Regions from separate parts of the Zea mays genome. Here region 2 is linked to region 1. Evidence: chromatin contacts called from public Hi-C data. All regions are on one chromosome and are shown on one strand. The core of a region is the stretch at or near the end of the contact, and the rest is flanking DNA. Distances in the headings are between cores, read along the strand shown. Region 1 holds the start of LOC103636169 (pentatricopeptide repeat-containing protein At1g30610, chloroplastic). Region 2 holds the start of LOC100281294 (no apical meristem protein).

Region 1 (3,059 bases), core at 217-2,716:
CAGTAACAACTTTAACTTTGGCTTTCCTAAAAAGAAGTTTTTTTCGGTAGAGCTGAAGTCATTTCACAAATCATTTGACAGAAATGACTTATCCTATAGCCAAAGACATTTTCATGTATTAAAGTACTAGAGTCAGAGCTAAAGACAGTGAAACTACTATTTGTGGCTTCTTCTTTGTAGTAAAAAATGACTCTAGCTTTTAAGTGCTTTTCACATTAAGCTGTTTTAAGAAAATAGTGTTTGGCAGGACTTTATTTTTTCCCATAGAAAAGACAGAGTCGAAGCCCCGTCAAACAAGCTCTAATAGCTGAATTATTAGTTTGGATGCATTCAACTAATTTTAGCAGATAACTTTAGATTTAGTGCATTCAAACACCCTCTTAAGCTATTTAGTTTAGAATTTGATATTCCTCCACTTACAAATTTTATATATAACCTTATCTCAAATTTATAGGACGAGGAATAGAAATTGATTTTATGTATCACTGATCTATATTTTTACTATGAAATTTATAACACACAATTCTAGTTCGTTTCTTATAGTAGAAATATATCACATAAATATCTCTCTTATATAGCAATAGTAGTATATAAATATATTCTACGTAAGTTTATATTAGTTTAATTGATTCATGCCTAAATTATAATTATTAGAATGGAACTTAATTGCAAGATCCAACCCTTATTTTGTTTAGACAAAAAATGAATAATTTAATTTATATCATTAAAAAATTATAACTTTAGGTATATATCATGTCATCGACTCATATGAACCACACATGCAAGTGAGATAACAATTATATATATCTAAATTTGTATTCTTTTAATATTACAGACCCAAATTCAAAAAAAAACATAAATTTATTTAGGGCTAGTTTGAGAATCTTATTCTAGTAAAGAATTTCTATTTTTTCAAAGAAAATTAGTTATTTTTTCTTAGAAAAAAGAAACTCCTTGAAAAATTGAAGTTCCAAAGTAGTCCTAGATGGCCAAACGGGCCGGCACGGACCGGCACGGCACGGCCCGGCGTGCCGCTGCCGCGGCCCAGGCACGGCCCGTCAGCCTGCTAGTCGTGCTGGGCCGGCCCGGTGGCACTATGACCCATTTGAGTATATTGTATAATTTAGCAAAAAATGTGCAATTGTGGGGGTTCAAACTCACAACCTAGTGCATAAGAGGCTTAAATACATCCATCTAACCAGTGCAGCTACAATTTTATTGTGTTATATGTTGAATTCTTATACTTAATATATGTAAACTATTACTTTTAAAATAAAAAATGTAACTGTGTCGTGCCCGTGCGAGCACTACGGGTCGAGATAGTGGCCCAGGCACGGCACTATAGCCGTGCCGTGCCAGACACTGGTACTATACTAACCGGACCGGGTCGTGCCTAGACTGTGCTTTTTTGTGCCGTGCCTGGGCTGACCTATCATGTTAGTGGCAAATGGCCATCTATAGTCCTTATCGTACTTATCTCTCCCGGTTTATCCCTCGTTCCTTCTCTGCATCTCGGGACTTCTTTCGCTGCTCTCTCTCTCTCCGAGCACAGCTGGGGGTGGTGTTCACGGTAGGCAGCAGCGCACTGCGCACGGGCGCAGTGGTGAGGCGCCTAAGGGAGAGTGGCAGTAGTGACGCCTGGCGCCGGTGCAGGAGTGCAAGGGAGACGGTGGCGGCAGCGGCTCGTGTCGACGGCCGGAGCCCGGAGGCAGCGGGGCGGCGGAGGCGTCAGTGTACGCGGGCGGGGCGGAGGAGGCACTGAAGCAGCTCGCGGCGGCGGGCTTGAGCCAGCGTTGCGGCACTCTCGGGCCGGTGGCTTCGGGAGTTGGGAGGCACTGGCCTGTGCAAGAAGGGCTTCCGAGAAGAAACGGTAGAAGAGAAGTTGGGGATACGAATGTTTTTTATCGAGTCCTTGTTTATCCGGTAGGAGAGGGATTCGGAGATTTCAAGAATCTGGCTCTTAATTTTTTCTTGTAATCTCTCTCTTTATCCCTACCGTTTGGAAGACATCGTGATTTTTTAATCGCGATTTTCAGAATCCACAGGGATTCAAAGTTCAAACGGGGTCCAAACCTTCCCGACTTCCAGTACAGTCTTCCTCAGACGAGGCCGCAAGACAGGAGGAGACAACGCCGAGGCAGCCAGCTAGGGCGCGGTCAACCGCAGGTACACGCGCTTCTTCCGATTGGTCGAGCCTCAGAATTCCCGCCTGATCGTTCTGGCCTGCTAAGTTTCTTGGTTAGAACATTTTCTGTAATAAGCCAATAAGCAAGAACCTTTTCTGCAGTAAGCCAATAAGCAATGCAGTAGTGGGCGCAGCTCCGGAGGAGTGGAATGACGGCGCCACCGAATGCTAGCATGGGACCGCTCAGTTTGGGTGGCTGCGGGGCTCTCCTCTCCACTCCTCAGCCTAATTCGTGGCATTGCCGCGGGTTCTCGATTCCTGAGAGGAGCGTCTTTATGTTGCCACTGCGCCGGGGTTTGTCAAGGAAGAGGGGCTGGGTTCTTGATTCAAGAAGTAACGGTGCTGTGGCTCGTGATGAGGTCGGTGCCGGGTCGTCAGAGCTTCGGCACATCGAGAAGGAGCTGACGTTCAGCCCGACTTTCACTGACTATGTTAAAATCATGGAGTCGGTGAAGTTGGACAGGAGCAAGAATTTACATGGCGCCGATGGCCAGAGTTTGAGGAGAAGGTTCGCGGGTGATGGCCGACAAAGGAATAGGAGGTCTGGTGATGCAAGGAATAAATCATTTGAAAGGAATCAGGGGCCTCAGAGGGACTTGGCGAAGGATGAGAATCAGAAGGATGTTACAGGCTTTGTGGATAAAAGAGCAACTGGTCATGTAAAAAGTAGCAATCGCAGGCAAGGGGAGGTTGAAGACTATGCACAGAGAAGAATAATTCGTGGTGGTACAAGAGGAAATGGAGACAATGGGCAGTTCTCATCACCTGTGAAGGCTAAAGATACTAGGGGTAGTATGTCTGTTCATAGGTTGGTGACGAACAAACAGACTCAGTCAGTTGCAGGGAACGATTTACAAGGGCGAGCAACTTATAC
Region 2 (3,059 bases), core at 142-2,641, 250 kb after region 1:
TGTAGTTTCATATCCATCCCTGTATTTGCATGCCTGTGTAAATTCGTACGCCTTATGTCTTGGTTTCACGATTACATCACCGTTGCAGCAATAGACACGGTTACTTCTAACGAATTCTTAATCTAAAATCTTCTTATTTCGTTCTTCCAAATAACAGACAAGAAACTATGGCTCTGTTTCCCAGGATTTGTCTGGGCAGGAAGGAACCCTGGATCTCACAGGAACTGATGGAACCGAACCCGAACATTCTTCTGTGAAGACTCACCCGTCCCGCCTTGATCAGGCGCGGCGGTGGCCGACTCGTCCTTCGCGAGCCCCGCCTCCGATTTGGACTCCGCCATGTTCAGTGTTAGCATGAGATGGGTGCCGCACTGAGGGCAGTGCATATCCGTCGTAGAAACCGGAGTGCTAGGGGAGCTGCTGCCGTCGGCCTTTCTCCTCTTGCGCACCGCCGCGGACGTCTCGGTGGAGACCTCCCCGATCTCCGTCTTTTCCTTGCGTCCGGGCGCCACCGCGGACCCGCCGGAGATCTCGTCGTTCGGCGCGCTATGGCGACTAGGTGCCGCCACCGTCGCGTCGCTGGATTCCACCTCGTCGGATTCCCTCTTGGGTCCCGATGCCGCCGCTAGTGACGCGTTGGAGCTGTCATCGTCGTCCAACGTCGCGTCGCTAGATTCGTCGTCGCAAGATTCATCGTCGTCTGCCTCCGCCTTCTGCCCGGGCGCCGTCGCGGCTTCGATGCCGCTTGGCTCGGGGTTGCGCGGGCTGCGGTACACCTTGCACAGGACGCGACTCCCGAGGGCGCCGTCCTCCTCCGGTTTCTGCCCGGCGGCGCCGTCCTCGACGAGGCGGAGCTCCATCATGAGCCAACCCGTGCGGACCCGCACGCCGCCATCCTTCTCGACGAAGGAGAAGCTCTGGCGATGCGCAATCTGGTGCATCCCGTTGGAGACCATGTACACGGGCCTAGCTTTCGCCTCGTTGTGCCAGCACCCGCCGCCGGTGGCCACGGTGCGCGTCTTCCGCGTCCCGTGGACGCTCTTGTGGCGCAGCGGGGTGTAGAAGTACCACGCCCGCTCGCCGTCCTGGGCCACCGCCGGCGCGAACTGACGGGTGAGGTAGTTGGGGTCAGCGGCGTACACGTCTGCGTCGTGGATGAACGCGCCGGTCTTGACGCCGGTCTCGACCCAGGGACGGAGATAGAAGTTGACGAGCTCGAGATCGCTGGGATGGGATTGGAAGGCCGGATACGGCGGCTTGAGGGCCGCCGACGGAGGGCGTGCCATGGCGAGGTTGCGGCGCGGTGGCGGCGGCGGCGGTGCTGGAGGGGGACAGGGACGAGAGAAGACTCCGAATTCGAGATGGAATAGGAACCTGAGGCATTGGGCACGGGGAACCGCCGCTTTACATGGCCATCGATTCACGCGTTTCCTTTTGCCGATCCCCAGGGTCGGTTCCAGGGCGGAGTCCGACTCGAAATTGGAGGGATGGGAAAAACCCGGATTTGACCCTATCTTGAATGTTCTAGAATATCATCGGTTTGGTTTGTCAGCCTGGTTTCAGTATTGATTCAGCGCCTAGTTTTTAAAAAACTGGTTAATAGAAATTGGCATACTTATAAATATGCTAGTTTATGCTCTAATTTCTAAAAACTGGATTCCTATTTTTAATGGTATGTTTGGTTTAGCTTTTGACTTTTAGTTTTGGTTTTTATCCTCTATAAGCCAAAAGTCAAACCAAAAGGTTGGATCTAAGAAACAGTTTTTTTTTCTAAAAGCTGACTTTCTCGTAGTAGAAAACTAAAAGCACTCTTGTATTTATTTTTAGTGGCTTTCGGATGAAACCGTGAAACCACGTATCACGTATCGAAGAACTAGTTTTAAACGCGCATATCTAGTTTTTTTCCCTATAAATCAGTTCCTGGAAATTGGAGATAGAAATTAGTTTTTAAAAACCGTGTGTTCGTTTCAAACAGGCCATAAACCCGCTTGAGGACTGGGTGTTGTTGGACACCAGATTAAAAAGCCCACTGGACTGGGTGCTGCTCAGACACCTGAACGAAGCCCATTGGCGTGTTCTACTCTTTTTCCATTCTAAATTTCTGCGTACAGGCCCACCAGGCCCGGTACGCAATTGAACAAAACTACGCTGGCTGCAGGAGCCTATAAACGATTATTTCATCTATTCTAAATTGAGATTTCCTCCCTTATCTCCTTGTCTCCTGTAGCAGCATCCTCTACGTTTCTCCGTTCTATGTATAAAGATTCTCTTTCCTCTCCACGACGTTCTTAAGAAAGAAAAATAAATATATTGTCAAGGAAGAAGATCTAGAATATATCCAAATTCAATATTTATATAAAATATAATCCTTTCTTTTAAATCTTCTTTTGTTGTTATTCTTACCGAATCATGATAAATTTGCGGACGAATATTTACTCTTTGAATCTTATCAAATAAAACATTTTTTTTTTGTTTGTTCTACCATCCCACTTAGGGCTAGAAACGAACTGAGCTCAGCGAACCAATGAACCAAGCTCTATTCGCCTGGTCGTATTATGAGCTAGAAAATGAGGCTCGGCTCGATGGTGGCTCGCGAGGCTACACAATAAATCACATTTATAACATAAATGATTTGTTTTTATTATATATAAATAAAAAGCATGTACCAATAATTTAGCAACATATTTTGTACTACATCTAGCATGGAGTCCATAAAAATAAAGAAATAAATCCACAATACAATAATCTAATAGTGTAATGATATAACATAATATCAACGAGGCTGACTCGCGAGCCTAACCGAGCTGGCTCGGCTCGCTGCTCCAACGAGCCACAACAGTAGATTCGACTCGAGCTTGTTCAGGCTCGCAAGCCTCGTAGAGACGTATCGAGCCTTACCGAGACCAAGCTGGCTCATCGAGTTCAAGTATTTTTTCCAGGCGTAATTCCACCCTATAATAGAGAACACGGCTGAAGATAGTCTTATATAAGGTATAAGAGGGGTTCTAGTACATCCTCGAGAGAAAAGCATAGTTCATGATTGTGCAATTTCGTAATCG

What was found. A called contact is a pair of places that touch in the nucleus more often than the background predicts.
Region 2: a Hi-C map of endosperm shows a contact between it and region 1, with 1.9 times the contacts expected there. The contact joins the promoter of LOC100281294 here to the promoter of LOC103636169 in region 1. A contact is called at or near these places in 3 of 25 Hi-C or Micro-C datasets (endosperm, leaf and an unstated tissue).

The regions. Positions count from the first base shown.
Region 1 is chr8:154,253,990-154,257,048 of Zm-B73-REFERENCE-NAM-5.0, forward strand. It overlaps LOC103636169 (pentatricopeptide repeat-containing protein At1g30610, chloroplastic), which reads left to right and starts at 1,467. Exons shown (of 10, transcript XM_008658523.3): 1 at 1,467-2,166; 2 at 2,288-3,059. The coding sequence starts at 2,335.
Region 2 is chr8:154,504,085-154,507,143 of Zm-B73-REFERENCE-NAM-5.0, forward strand. It overlaps LOC100281294 (no apical meristem protein), which reads right to left and starts at 1,392. Exons shown (of 1, transcript NM_001154212.3): 1 at 1-1,392. The coding sequence starts at 1,286. The coding sequence ends at 216.